Linked DNA regions of Capra hircus: region 2 is linked to region 1. Evidence: chromatin contacts called from public Hi-C data. All regions are on one chromosome and are shown on one strand. Each heading gives the region's core, a stretch centred on a gene start, on an enhancer-like site or on the middle of the called end of the contact. The rest is flanking DNA. Distances are from core to core; before and after follow the strand shown. Region 1 overlaps 3BHSD (3beta-hydroxysteroid dehydrogenase/isomerase). Region 2 has its middle 25 kb from the start of PHGDH.

Region 1 (6,933 bases), core at 1,715-4,214:
TGGGCTCTGAAGAATGGCGGCACCTTGTACACTTGTGCCTTGAGGCCCATGTACATCTACGGGGAGGGGAGCCCGTTCCTTTCTGCCTACATGCATGGAGCCTTGAAGAACAACGGCATCCTGACCAATTACTGCAAGTTCTCCAGAGTCAACCCAGTCTATGTTGGCAATGTGGCCTGGGCCCACATTCTGGCCTTGAGGGCCCTACGGGACCCCAAAAAGGTCCCGAACATCCAAGGACAGTTCTACTACATCTCAGACGACACACCACACCAAAGCTACGATGACCTCAATTACACTTTGAGCAAAGAATGGGGCTTCTGCCTGGATTCCCGGATGAGCCTTCCTATTTCTCTGCAGTACTGGCTTGCCTTCCTGCTGGAAATAGTGAGCTTCCTGCTCAGTCCAATTTACAAATATCACCCCTGCTTCAATCGCCACCTAGTGACTCTTTGCAACAGCGTGTTCACCTTCTCCTATAAGAAAGCTCAGCGAGATCTGGGGTATGAGCCCCTCTACACTTGGGAGGAAGCCAAGCAGAAAACCAAGGAATGGATTGGTTCCCTGGTGAAACAGCACAAAGAGACCCTGAAAACAAAGATTCACTGACCTAGGAGTGACAACGATGGGAACGTGGACATGTGGGTATGGTTTGTAGATGTCGATCAAGCGCTTCCCTTGAGGCTTCATACAGAAAGTAACATAGACACAAGCCTGGGTCCTCCTGCCTCCCTTTTAGAAGATGCTCATCTTACTATCTGCCTTCTGCCACCAGAAACCGTGTCGGTCACTGGCCCAAGTGGAAGCTTTCTTCCCTACCTGCCTCCAGGGGACAGACAAGGTGATTTGCTGCAGCTGCTGGTACCAAAATCTCAGTGGCAGATTCTGAGTTATTTGGGCTTCTTGTAACTTTGAGTTTTGCCTCTTAGTTCCACTTTCTTTGTTAAATGTGGAAGCATTTCTTTTAAAAGTTCATATTCCTTCATGTAGCTCAATAAAAATGATCAACGTTTTCATGACTAATCTGGAGGAAGCTGTGGTTTACGTGAATACAGTCTCTTGTGTTTTCCCCTCCATTTCCAGATATCAGCCTTTTCTATTCAGAGAAGCAGCATGGGACTGGGTTGGGCCGAGTGCTGGGGAGGTGGACAATGGGATTGACCAGGACTTACTATGTTTCAGGAACCCACTGAATGACTCACATATAACACTTATTTAACCCTCACCAGAAACCTACGAGGTAGGGATGACTGACTATTCCCTTTTATGAATAAGGAAACATGTTCACAATCACACTAACTAGTGAGAGACCGGGACATTTAACCCAGATAAACTTGAAAACCCTCATCTGCCACTGAATTGCGTCTGCTGCTGGTGAATGAGCTGCCAGGGTGCGGCGGGAGCACTGGACATAGGGTAGTGATTCTTGAGAGAGCCCAGATCTCTTGGGTCACCTCCTTCTTGCCCGCTCCTGGGCAGGAGACACCCCAGGACTGAGGAGAGCCCCTCAGGGAATCTGGGAGGTTTTCCTACCCTCGCCAGCCGAGAGGAGAGGGAGAAGCAGAGCTGCAGCCAGCCCCGCTGCCAGTGCCAGGCCCCTTGAAGGTCCCTAGAACACACTTGGATGGATGTGCGTGTTGGCCCCTCCGGTAACTCAGAAGCCAGTAATTCAACGTTCTTTCAAATCTCGGTGAAGCCACATGATGGGTTCCTAGGCAAGTAAAGGGAACAGATGTGAACGTCCCTGAAATATCTCTCCCACTCGGTGCAAAAGTAGAGATTTCGCTCCTCCAGATTTAGCTCCTGCTCCTCCTCCTCCTCCTCCTTCCTCCTCCCTATCTCTCCCTCAGCCTGCCCCCTCTCTTCCCTTCCCTCTCTCCTCCTCAGCCTCTTTCCCTTCCCTCCATCGCTCCCTAACCACTAGCCCTCTCATCCTTCTCAGTGTCCTCAAGGAAGGGAGACCAATTGAGACATGTTTGGGGACTTAAATGATGACACGTCCATTAACTGACTGGAGGACAAGCATTCAAAAGAGACACTGTCAGACCAACCAGGACCACGCAACCGAAGCCCGGGGTGAGGTTGGGGGGACGGGGGGAAGGGGTCGTTGGAGGGGAGGTGGGGCTATCTCTTCTACACCAGGGAGTCCCCTGTCTTTGTGAGCCACGGCCACAACAAGAGTCGTACCCAACACCAAGATGGCCTCTCTCTTACCCAGGGAATTTACAGATTATGAATTCAGTTGAATTTGATGCAAAGGAGATTGTTTAAGCATTCACTCTTAGGAGAAAAGGGAAAAAGCACTCTGGCCCGGAGGAACAGGTTTCCATCACCTTCAAAACCCCAAAGGGGGGTGGGGGTGGGGGGGACAAGGGACAGAGGATCAGCCCTGGGAGATCAGTAAATGGTCCCAGGGGTGAGACAAAGTGAGATGAAACACCCGCTTCCTCCAGTACGCAAAACACAAGAGGCAGCCTCTGTCCAGCCTGGTGATGTGCAAACCCTCATATGTTTATGCCGATAAGGAAGGAAGGAAAGGAGGGTGGTGGAGGCTGAAACAAAAGTTCCCTCCAGCCGTTTTTAGTCTAGCGAAATCCCACAAACATAAACCCTTCAGAGCTGTTCTCCCAGGGGAGGGAGGTGGCGTTGTCACCAAAGTGCAAGCGGGGGTTGATGTGAGAGAAGAAAGAGGAGAGCGGATCTGCCCGACTGTTGGTCTCTACTGAATAAGCATAAAGACCTGGGAATGCTTTGACCAACGAAGCCGCGTCCTTACTGACACTATGCTACCTGACTCCCGCGCGGGGTGGTCCGAGCTCGTGCACAGGAGCCCCAGGTGCACTACAGGGAAAGCACCGCACGGGGGCAGCAGAGACCCGGAGGGAAGAAGGAAACCGCCCCGCAGCGCCTCTCCCGTCCCCGCCCCCGCCCCCCACACCTGGGTGACCGCGTGGGGTACGGCTGAATGAGTCAGCGAAAGCCAGGCACGTGCTCAGCCACCGGTTAAGTGCTCTGGGTACTGAGTCTGGAGAACGGAGCTGAACAGAAGCTATTGGGAAAAGCCTCAAGGACGAGGTGGGAGCGCAGCTAGGTCTTGGAGGAGGGAGATGGGACTTAGGCAGGAAGTGAGTGAGCGGGTCCAGGCAGCGGGAAGAAGCCGAGCAGTGGTGGGGGCCAGGCGGGGGCGGGGCTGGGAGAGAGGAGGAGCGGGGAGAGCAGAGAGGACACAGGTCCGCCAGGTGAGAAGGGTTTGCCCGGGGAGATTAGGTAGCTTAGACTGCCCTCCAAGCTGGAGGAGGCACGCCTCAGAGGGCCGAGGTGCAGCTGGCAGGAGGGTGGCTGGCCCGGGGAAGGAGGGGCAGAAAAGCGACAAAGGACCTAAAGGGGCTGGAGGAAGGCAGACCCCGCAGCTGCAGGACAGCTACAATATTCTGTTACTTTATTAACAAACAGATGAGGACAGTGACAAAACCCAACCTCACAATTTCTCCTAAGAAATCCCAAATATCCCCAAAAGAGTCCAAGTCTGGGAGCTCTGGGATCGAGACCTACCTTCTCCCCGAAGGCCTGAATGCTTGTAGGCAGCCTGGCCCACCCAGAATGGATGGAGCAATTTAAGTCTGGATCACACTTAATGTGTACTCTAGGTTTTCTTCTGCAGAAATTTCAGTGTGTTTAATGACAAGGGGCTAACCTGGATCTTACTGGGGTGTACTGTAATATATGATACATACCCTTATTACCTTGTTAAAATCCAAAAGAAATCTGAATTCCAAAATGTATCCAGCCCTGAGGGTTTTGGAGAAAAGAAGGTGAACCTCAACCAGCAAAATTATGAACGAAGGATGGTTCTAACACACTTTATGCGAGTGTGTGTGTGCTCAGTCGTTCAGTCCTGTCTGACTCTTTGCAGACCCGTGAACTGCAGCCCGCCAGGCTCCTCTGTCAGTGGGATTTCCCAGGCAAGAATACTGGAGTGGGTTGCCACTTCCTCCTCCAGGGAATCTTCCCAAGCCGGGGATCGAACGGCATCTCCTATGTCTCCTGCATTGCCAGGCAGGTCCTGTACCACTAGCACCGCCTGTGCCTGCTGAGTCGCTTCAGTCATGCTGGACTCTGTGTGGACCTATGAACCATAGCACACCAGGCTTCTCTGTCCATAGGATTCTCCAGGCAAAAACACTGAGGTGGCTTGCCATTCCCTCCTCCAGTGAATCTTCCCAACTCAGGGATCGAACCTGCATCTCTTTCATCTCCTGCATTGTCAGGCAGGTTCTCTACCACCAGTGCCACCTGGGAAGTCCCATGTATATATAATAATACTCAGTCAACATCCAAAAGTAGGTACGCTTATTATCCTAGCCTGATACTCGAGGAAATGGAGACAGAGAGGTCAGTAACTTGCTCAAAGTCATCCAGCAAGTTGTGGTTCAGTTCCAGTAATAAAAAGCTTTTGACTTCAAAGATCTTACATAAAGATGGCAAACTCACATGCCTGCAGGAGCCAGGTACCATGTGTAAATGAGGCAGGCAAGAGCTAAGAGGCCTCAGGGAATGGTGTGCAGGGGAGCACATACTTCATCTTGGGGGGCAGCAGTCACAGAGCCCCCTTCCCATGACTCAAGTGGGAATATACCCCAAGTCACCAGACCTTCTGACTCTTCAAGGAGAAGGTAAGTCCTTGCTGCTGCTAGTAAGTCTCTTCAGTCGTGTCCGACTCTGTGTGACCCCACAGACGGCAGCCCACCAGGTTCCTCTATCCCTGGGATTCTCCAGGCAAGAACACTGGAGTGGGTTGCCATGTCCTTCTCCAATGCATGGAAGTGAAGAGTGAAAGTGAAGTTGCTCAGTCGTGTCTGACTCTTAGCGACCCCATGGACTGCAGCCTATCAGGCTCCTCCACCCATGGGATTTTCCAGGCAAGAGTACTGGAGTAGGTCGCCATTGCCTTCTCTGACAAGGAAAGCAAAGTTTCCTAATTTTTTATGTGAAATCTTTTGATTTCTAAATACTGTCAAGTAATTCTAAATTTTAAAAACAGTGTGAAGACCAGTTCTGGGAATGGGACCAGTGTGGGTTAGTGCTCAAATTTTATGTGTAATAGCTTATTTCTTTAAAAATGGGCGGTGAGGGGTTGAAGGCAATCTGTTCCTTTTTGGCGCTAGGTCTCAAGTATACATAACATTATCTTCTGTACTTTTCTGTATGTTTGATATAGGTTATAATTTTTAATACATTAATTTTGACTTTTAAAAAGAGTTCAAAATAACAAAACACATCTGTGGGCTGGACTGACACCTAAGGCTTCTGGTTTTGCATCTCTGCTCTCAGTCTAGTGGAAGCAATAAAATATGAGGCATGGTGAGTTCTGTGCACAGCAAAATGTACCAAGTGCCCTTAGAAAGGTAAAATGTTTTTGGAGGGTCCTCTCTGGGTAGGGTACTCCACAGAGCCCTTGTACTGGGGCTTAATGTTGACAGATGGGTAGGACTTCAACAGGCAGAAATGTGGGGGGATGTATGCCAGGCAGAGGTGATAGAGACAGGAAAGATACAGAGGTGAGAGAGGGGAGTCATTTTCAGGCAGCGAAGAGACCAATATGGAAAGACCAGATGTGGGAGAGAATGGAGAACACACCTGGAAAAACTTGATGGGTTACCTTGGGTCACCTGTAGGAGACTGCCTTCTTTCCCCTTCCAGAGACCATTTGACATTTAACTACATGTCACGTGCCTCACGATCTCTGGAAAATTAGGCTCTTTTAAGAACAAGGAGCTTGTCTCCATACTTACCCCCTCTCCCCACGCCCCTCAACAACAAATATCAGTAATCAGACTATAGAATGTAGAGATTATTCAATATGCAATGGGAAACCACTGAAGATTCTTGTTCAGCTGTTCCTGGAAGATTACTTTGGCAGTGATGTGTAGGATGGATTGGAAAAGATTAAAAGGCTACTTCAAGAATGTAGGCAAGAAATAAAGGCTTGATTTATGTAGTGTTAACAAAGGGAACACAGGGCAGCTGAGGCCAGCCTGAGGCAGAACAGACACTACTTTGGGCAAGGCCTGAGTGAGAGCACCCCATGTACCCACTTCCTGAAGCCAGAGACCTCGATGTCCTTCCCTTACCCTCCCTCCAGCCTATCATTCAGTCTTATGGGTTTCACCTCCCAGACACCTCCCGGAGGTATTGTCTACCTCCCTAGTAACCCAGCCTGGTTCAGGCCTCCCTGCCTCAGTCATTATGTATGAAATTCATCCTCGGTAGTTTTGCCAGAGTTATCCATCCAACATAAAAACTGACCATGTCACTCTCTTCCGTGAAACCATCCAGTGGAGGAGCCTCAGGACTCTCAGGATAATCCTGAGTGTCTTAAGACAACATAGAAAGCTGCTCAACAGACTGGTGGTTGCCAAGATGGAAGGAGGAGGGGGAGGATAACTGGTTAGCAGATGTAAGCCTTTATATATAGAAAGGATAAGCAACACGGTCCTATTGTAGAGCACAGAGAACTATATTCAATAGCCTGTTGCTACCAAACAGGGTTCTTGGCCTTTCCCAATCAATAGAAATTGACTAGAGGCCAGATGAGAAATTCAAGCAAGGCTTTATTGGGGTCCCTGCTGCGGCAAAGGGGAACAAGAACAAACAACATGTTCCCTTGCTTGCTCATTCCCCTGCTGGGAGGGCAAGTTTGTTCCTTCTGTGGGGTGAGGGTAGGGTGTGTCCAGGGGTCAGGTTTGAGGGGTGGCTTAGGTGCTTTGACCACCCTTTTGGTGGTATTGTGTGCAGGGGGCATACTCCCCACCCCCAACTTTTCCTCCAAGCTCTTCAAAAGTGGCAGTTTTTTTTATTTCTTTGTATCTTTTGGATCCAGAATTTGCCCCAACTGAACCACAGTTATTTTTAGTCCCTAGTCCTGTATAGTTC
Region 2 (6,113 bases), core at 2,136-4,635, 82 kb after region 1:
TTAATGGCTGAGTAATATTCCATTGTATATATGTGCCATATCTTCTTTATCCACTCCGATGGACATTTAGGTTGCTTCCATGTCTTGGCTACTGTAAACAGTGCTGCAATGAGCATTGAGGTCGTGTATCTTTCCGGGCCATGTTTTTCTCTGGATGTATGCCTAGGAGTTAGATTGCAAGGTCATATGATAGCTCTATTTTTAGAACTACTTTAAAAGGAACAGGGTTGAATGTAGACCCTGAGACACATAATGCAAATATAATTATATATATATATATGTAATTATGAGTTTCTATTAAAACAATAATAACAGGAAAGAATCAAAAGTAAAAATTACGTATAAACCTGTTTTACTATGTTTTAATGTGTATGTTCTGTTTTATACTTTATTCATACATTTGCCTATTTTTTTTACAAAGATCATGAAAAACACACAGGCACACAAACACAAGCCCACACGGACAAATCACAGGTGTCTACAGGTGAGATCACCCCAGGGGTGAACATTAGTCACACAAACAATAATTGGATAATATTTCTCTGATTCCACCCCTACTCAATCTGCAGATATTCCAGTCCTCAAATCCTTCCTGACTAGTTCTTGAGGCTTTGGGAGCTAATCCTCCCAGCTGTGATGTGCGATTTCCCCTGCTTTTTAGCGTCTCTCTTTGGAAACATCTCTTTTTGCTAATGCTGCCATAGAAATCTGAGAAATCTCAGAAACTGCCACATCCTCTTCTCATCCTTCTCCCATCAGCCAACTAAGACCAGTTCAGCTCCTTGGTTAGCTTGCTTCTATGCTATCTCCAAGCCCGCTGCGACAGAATCAGGGACACAGGCTAAAAAGTAGCACAAACATGGAGATTTTAGTGGAACTGCCTTGTGGTTTTTGTGAGGTTTTCCTTGTAGTCCATTCTTCCTCGAGCACCTGTGAGTCTGGAGTTTGAAGGAGGGCCAACTAAATGGCAGAGTTCTCTCATCATCGCCTTTCTTTTTCACTGGCTCTGTTCCTGGGCTGAGCTTCTGTGACTTGATTCTCTTCTCTTTAGTATGAAGTTTTACTTGATAGGTTCCTACTTAAGAGAATTGTAGTTTCTATAAATCCAAAAACTTCAGGGACCTAACACTGTAATAACTTCTCACTCATATAACCATCCAGTGTGAGGTTCCTAGTCGGCAGTGTTGATGACACTCCTTCCCGGGTATTCGCTTTGGGGCCAGGGTGATGGGGGCTCTACCATTGTCAACACAGAATTTCCAAGACTTTTCTGGATACCACCATCAGCAGGCAGAGGAGTAGGAGAGAGAGGCTCAAGTTAGAGTTTCATAAAATAAAATTCACCCACTTTAATGGCATGGTTGGATGAACTTTTGGTAATTACATACAGTTGTATGTCCACTGTGGCAGTCACCATAGAGACATTTTCAACATAAGTTCTCAGTAAGTTCCTGATGCCTCTTTACATCTGATCCCTTCTCCTGACCCTTAGCCCCAGGCAACTTTCTGTTCTGTCAATATAGATAAATTTCGCCTGTTTTTAAATTCCTTGTACTTAATGAAATGGGCTTCCCAGGAAGCTTGGGCTTTACCTGGGCTTCCCAGTTAAAGAATCCACCTGATAGTGCAGGAGATGCGGGTTCAATCCCTGGGTCGGCAAGATCCCCTGGAGAAGGAAATGACAATCCACTCTACTCTTCTTGCCTGGGAAATCCCATGGAAGAAGCCTGGCGGGCTACAGTGTCACAAAAAGTCAGATATGACTAAGTGATTGAGGATGTACCCACACACTTACTGAAGTATGGTATGTCTTCCTTTGTGTCATACTTCTTTTTCTTGGTATAATTCATGTTGATAATTACACATTAGTAGTTCATTTCTTTCTATTGCTGAGTAAGATTTCATTGTATGGATAGATTACAATTTGCTAATCCATTCACCAGTTGATAGACGCTTGGATGAGTTCCAGATCTGAGTTATTAGGAGTAGTTCTTCTGTGACTTGTAGATATCTATCTTGTGTGTATACAGTAAGTCCCCTGCATATGAACCTTCAAGCAGCAAACTTTCAAAGATGTGAACACGTGTGCCCAGCCCCTGTAGGCCAGGTTTTGTGCTGGACTTCTGTAATTTTCAAGGTACTGTACTGTAAGATTAAAAATGGTTTCTTTATTTTTTGTGTTTGTTTTTTATGTATGTATTCTATGTGTGAAAAGTATTATGAACCTATTGAGGTACAATACTATAGAACCGACTGTGTTAGTTGGGTACCTAGGTTAACTTTATTGGACTTACAAATCTGACTTAGGAGTATGCTCGCAGAATAGAACTCATTCATATGTAGGGACTTGTACATATATTTTCATTCCTCTTGTGTAAATACCTAGGAGTCTGATTCCTGGGTCATATAGTAAGTATATGCTTAATTGATACTGTTTACTAAAATGGCTGTACCATCTTGCATTCTCACCAGAAATGTATGAAAGTTCTAGTTGATCCAGGTCTTCCTCAATACTTAGAACTGTTAATGTCTTTAAATTCAGCCATTCTAGTGGATATATAATATAATTTTGGTTTTCACAATCCTAACAATTAGTGATGTTGAGCATATTTTCATGTGTTTATTGGCTGTTTGGATATTTTATTTTGTGAAGTATCTGTTCAAATCTTTTGCTCATTAAAAAAATCAAGTTGTCTTCTTATTATTGAGTTATAAGAGTTCTTTATATATTATGGACCAAGCAAAGAGTGTACTAAATCAGTATCTAGTACTTTCTAACACCATTAGACAGTTGCTTTTTTGCATTATGTTCAGAGTTGATAGTTGTTTCTTTAGGGAGATTGGTCCTGTAGCATCTTACTCTCTTGTTATGGGAAGCAGAAACTATGAAGGAGATTTTAAGGGCCAGAACTGGAATTGGTTTTCATCAATTTTGCTTACATTGCTAGAAGTCAATCATGTGATAACAGTCAACTCTCAGAAGGCTGGAAATATAGTTTGTGTGTGTGCCCATAATGTAGTGTGCCTTGGACAAGAACAGAGTTGATAGTTAGCTATCCGTGTTTACTGGGGTGGACTTAGAAGAACATGTGGGAGCTGAAGTTCTGGCCAAGGAGCATGGTAAGTCTGTTTCTAGATCCCTTCCACAATAAATAAGTGTGCAGTACTTACTGTGTGATGGACTAGGAGGCTAATGTTTATTGAGCACATACTATGTGCCAGGCAAATATACTCTCTGTAAATATTTCTTCACTATCGAATGGACCTAACTTCCTGGGGTGGCCCAAGGAAGACTATCTGTACCTTTCTTTACTTCTGGTGTACCAACCATGGTGTGTTTCATGATGTGTCCCAATCTTGCCAGTCATAGCAGGAACAACGTTGTGCGTAACGAGGATGCGTGCCAAGCCCTCCCTGGTTCCCCTGAGGGAAAAGATCACTGGATAAATAGGGTGTTATTAATATCCCCAAATCTCAACAAGCCAGTTTTTCCACTCGCTGGATAATTATTCATGGATGCCTGTTGAGCCTCAGGGACTGGGATAAGATTCTAATTACAGGCTGTTCCTTTGCTGCCCGCTGTGTTTCTGCACCAAAATCATCACTCTGTGCAGCATTTCATGCCAGAGCAGTTCACAGAACCATTTCTGATCTTTCAGTGAATCTCCTGCCTTGATTAGTGGTTTTGCCGGATTTACTTGTAATAGCGACTCATCCAAATGGGTTGGAGATATTGCCTATATTATCATCATCTCTCTATCCAAAGCATCTAGACACAATACATATACTCTTCTTAAAAGATCTCTTATTATTTTTGACTGTTTTCTCCAGCTGTGGCAAGCAGGGGCTCTTCTCCAGCTGCAGGTTCTCATTGCCGTGGCCTCTCTTGTTCGCCTGTTGTAGAGCATGGGCTCGAGGTCTCACAGGCTTTGGTAGTTGCAGATCCCAGGCACTAGAGCACAGGGTCAGTAGTTGTGATGCACAGGCTTAGTTACCCTGCTGCATGCAGGATCCTCCTGGATCAGGGATTGAACTTGTGTCTCCTGCATTGGCGGGTAGATTCTTTACCACTGAGCCTCCAGGGAAGCTCTATATATTCTAATGATAGTAGCGAGCAGTTGGTGGTCACTGTAGCTCACAAACTGCTTCTATATGAATAGGAAAACTAGTAACTATGGAGTCATTATTCATCACTACTCCCTCACATTCTACGCTCTGATTCTACTGATCTGCTTGCAGTTTCTCTCTACACAAGGTGTGATTTACTTACTAGATAGATTGCTCTAGGACTCTTTCAATGTTTAGCTCAGTGTCCCTGGTATTAGGAGCTACCTCAGCCCAGCCCCACAGCTCAGACAACCTAGCTGATTTCTTAGAGGATAGCATTAGCACTTTCCACACTGCTGGGTAATAGTGTCACTGTTTTACCTGACTGGGTGGCCCACACATTGTGAGCTCTTCAAGGATATAGCATCTTTTTAATTTGCATAGTTCCTGTCATACTTTAATTGAAGCATGAATGTGAATAAATACATACATAAATGAATTAATCAATATTTGTATTATTTGCATCAACTCTTTTGTCTGTTTAAATTGTATTTGAGGTACTTTTCATAACCTTGTACAGACGGGCAAAGCAAGAAGAGACTGGAGTGAAAAAAAGATCAGTACATTAAGAGGCTTCAAGGAAAACAGGTTTAAGGAAATGGCTATAGAATAGTAGAAAGACAGAAAATGGTTATCTTTGAACACATCTGCCTTTTTAAAAATCAAACATATTCAAACCAGTAGTGACTAATTTCTTATCTCTAAATAATAATAACAAGTAACAGTTGTTTAGAATGTGTATTTTCAAAACATTTACACAATCATTTTTTCCAGGACACATTCACAACTCTATTTTTCATATGAGCTACATAGGGAAGTGATTAATCAAAGTTCCTATAGCCACTATACGACCAAACTGAATGTCTATTAGCTCAGGTCTTTAACTCAATATGAGGTCACTGGGACAGCTTCTGATTATTGGACTGAAAATTTTTACTTTATCTGCTTATCTAATTTCCCAAGAGTTTGCCTTCTGGGGAATACAGACACACGCTGCTTATCTGCATATACTGTACCTTGCCTAATAACAGATTATTGCCTAATAACAGTTATACAGATTGTTGAGCAAATTCCTAAAGAAGATGAAATCAGGGGCTTGATTCTAGAATTCACAGGTAACTTGTCTTTGCCCACCCCTCTCTTAAGAGCCTAAGTCCTATGTCAATCACTAAACCTCTGGATGGAAAAATAATCTTTTGTTGCAGGAAAAAAGAAGAATGAGCTTTTTTCTTTTCCTTTCCTGAAAACAAAGCAGATAAAGAGAACTGTGAGCGGATCTGAACATTCCTAGCTTTTTTCTTTTTTTAACTTTAACTGGTCCTAACACTACATGTCTGAAACTAAGCTTGCTTTTCTGCCCCCTAACTCTGCAGGAGCTACATTTCACACCCAGTCTCCTTTGACTCTCTGCATGCTAAGTTGCTTTAGTCGTGTCCAACTCTGCAGTCCTGTGGCCTGTAGCCTGCCAGGCTCCCCTGTCCATGGGATTCTCCAGGCAAGAATACTGGAGTGGCTCCATGGTCTTGCAAAGAGTGGGACACGACTGAGCAACTAACACACGCACACACATCTTTTGACTCTATGCGAAACACTTCTTCCCCTCGGTAGTTCTGATTTTTTTACAGATCAGAAAGAAGGCCGCAGAGCCACTGAACTGCCAGCCTCAATTACTGGGTTACTAACGCCCGCTTATGACTGTTTTTGACAAGATCCTAACACCTTTGTTCCTCATCACCGACTCCTGGCTGCAAGCCCTCGTCTTATGTAAGCCCCTAGACTCCTCACTGAGCACGGCTATCTAGCGCAGGGTCAATAGCTGCGGCACACAGGCTTAGTTGTTTTGCAGTATGTGAGATCTTTCCAGACCAGGGATTGAACCCGTGTCTCCTACATTGGCAGGTGGATTCTTTAACACTGAGCCACCAGGGAAGCCCCCTTTGTCTTCATTTTGAAAGATGTTTTTGCTGGTCTTAGAATTCTAGGTGGAGAGATTTTTTTTTTTCCTT

The links. Hi-C and Micro-C count contacts between places; a contact is called where the count stands out from the background.
Region 2: a contact with region 1 is called in a Hi-C map of liver, with 5 times the contacts expected there. The contact joins two enhancer-like sites. A contact is called at or near these places in 2 of 5 Hi-C or Micro-C datasets (blood and liver).

What each region holds. Positions count from the first base shown.
Region 1 is chr3:96,847,962-96,854,894 of ARS1.2, forward strand. 3BHSD (3beta-hydroxysteroid dehydrogenase/isomerase) reads left to right here. Exons shown (of 3, transcript NM_001285716.1): 3 at 1-609. The coding sequence ends at 609. Among named protein-coding and RNA genes, the nearest start is that of 3BHSD, 12 kb to the left of the region's middle. Within about 2 kb of position 2,965, at least 2 of the 5 cell types and tissues checked have an H3K27ac peak or open chromatin away from gene starts, as enhancers often do.
Region 2 is chr3:96,929,701-96,935,813 of ARS1.2, forward strand. No RefSeq gene overlaps it. Among named protein-coding and RNA genes, the nearest start is that of PHGDH, 25 kb to the right of the region's middle. Within about 2 kb of position 3,386, at least 1 of the 5 cell types and tissues checked has an H3K27ac peak or open chromatin away from gene starts, as enhancers often do.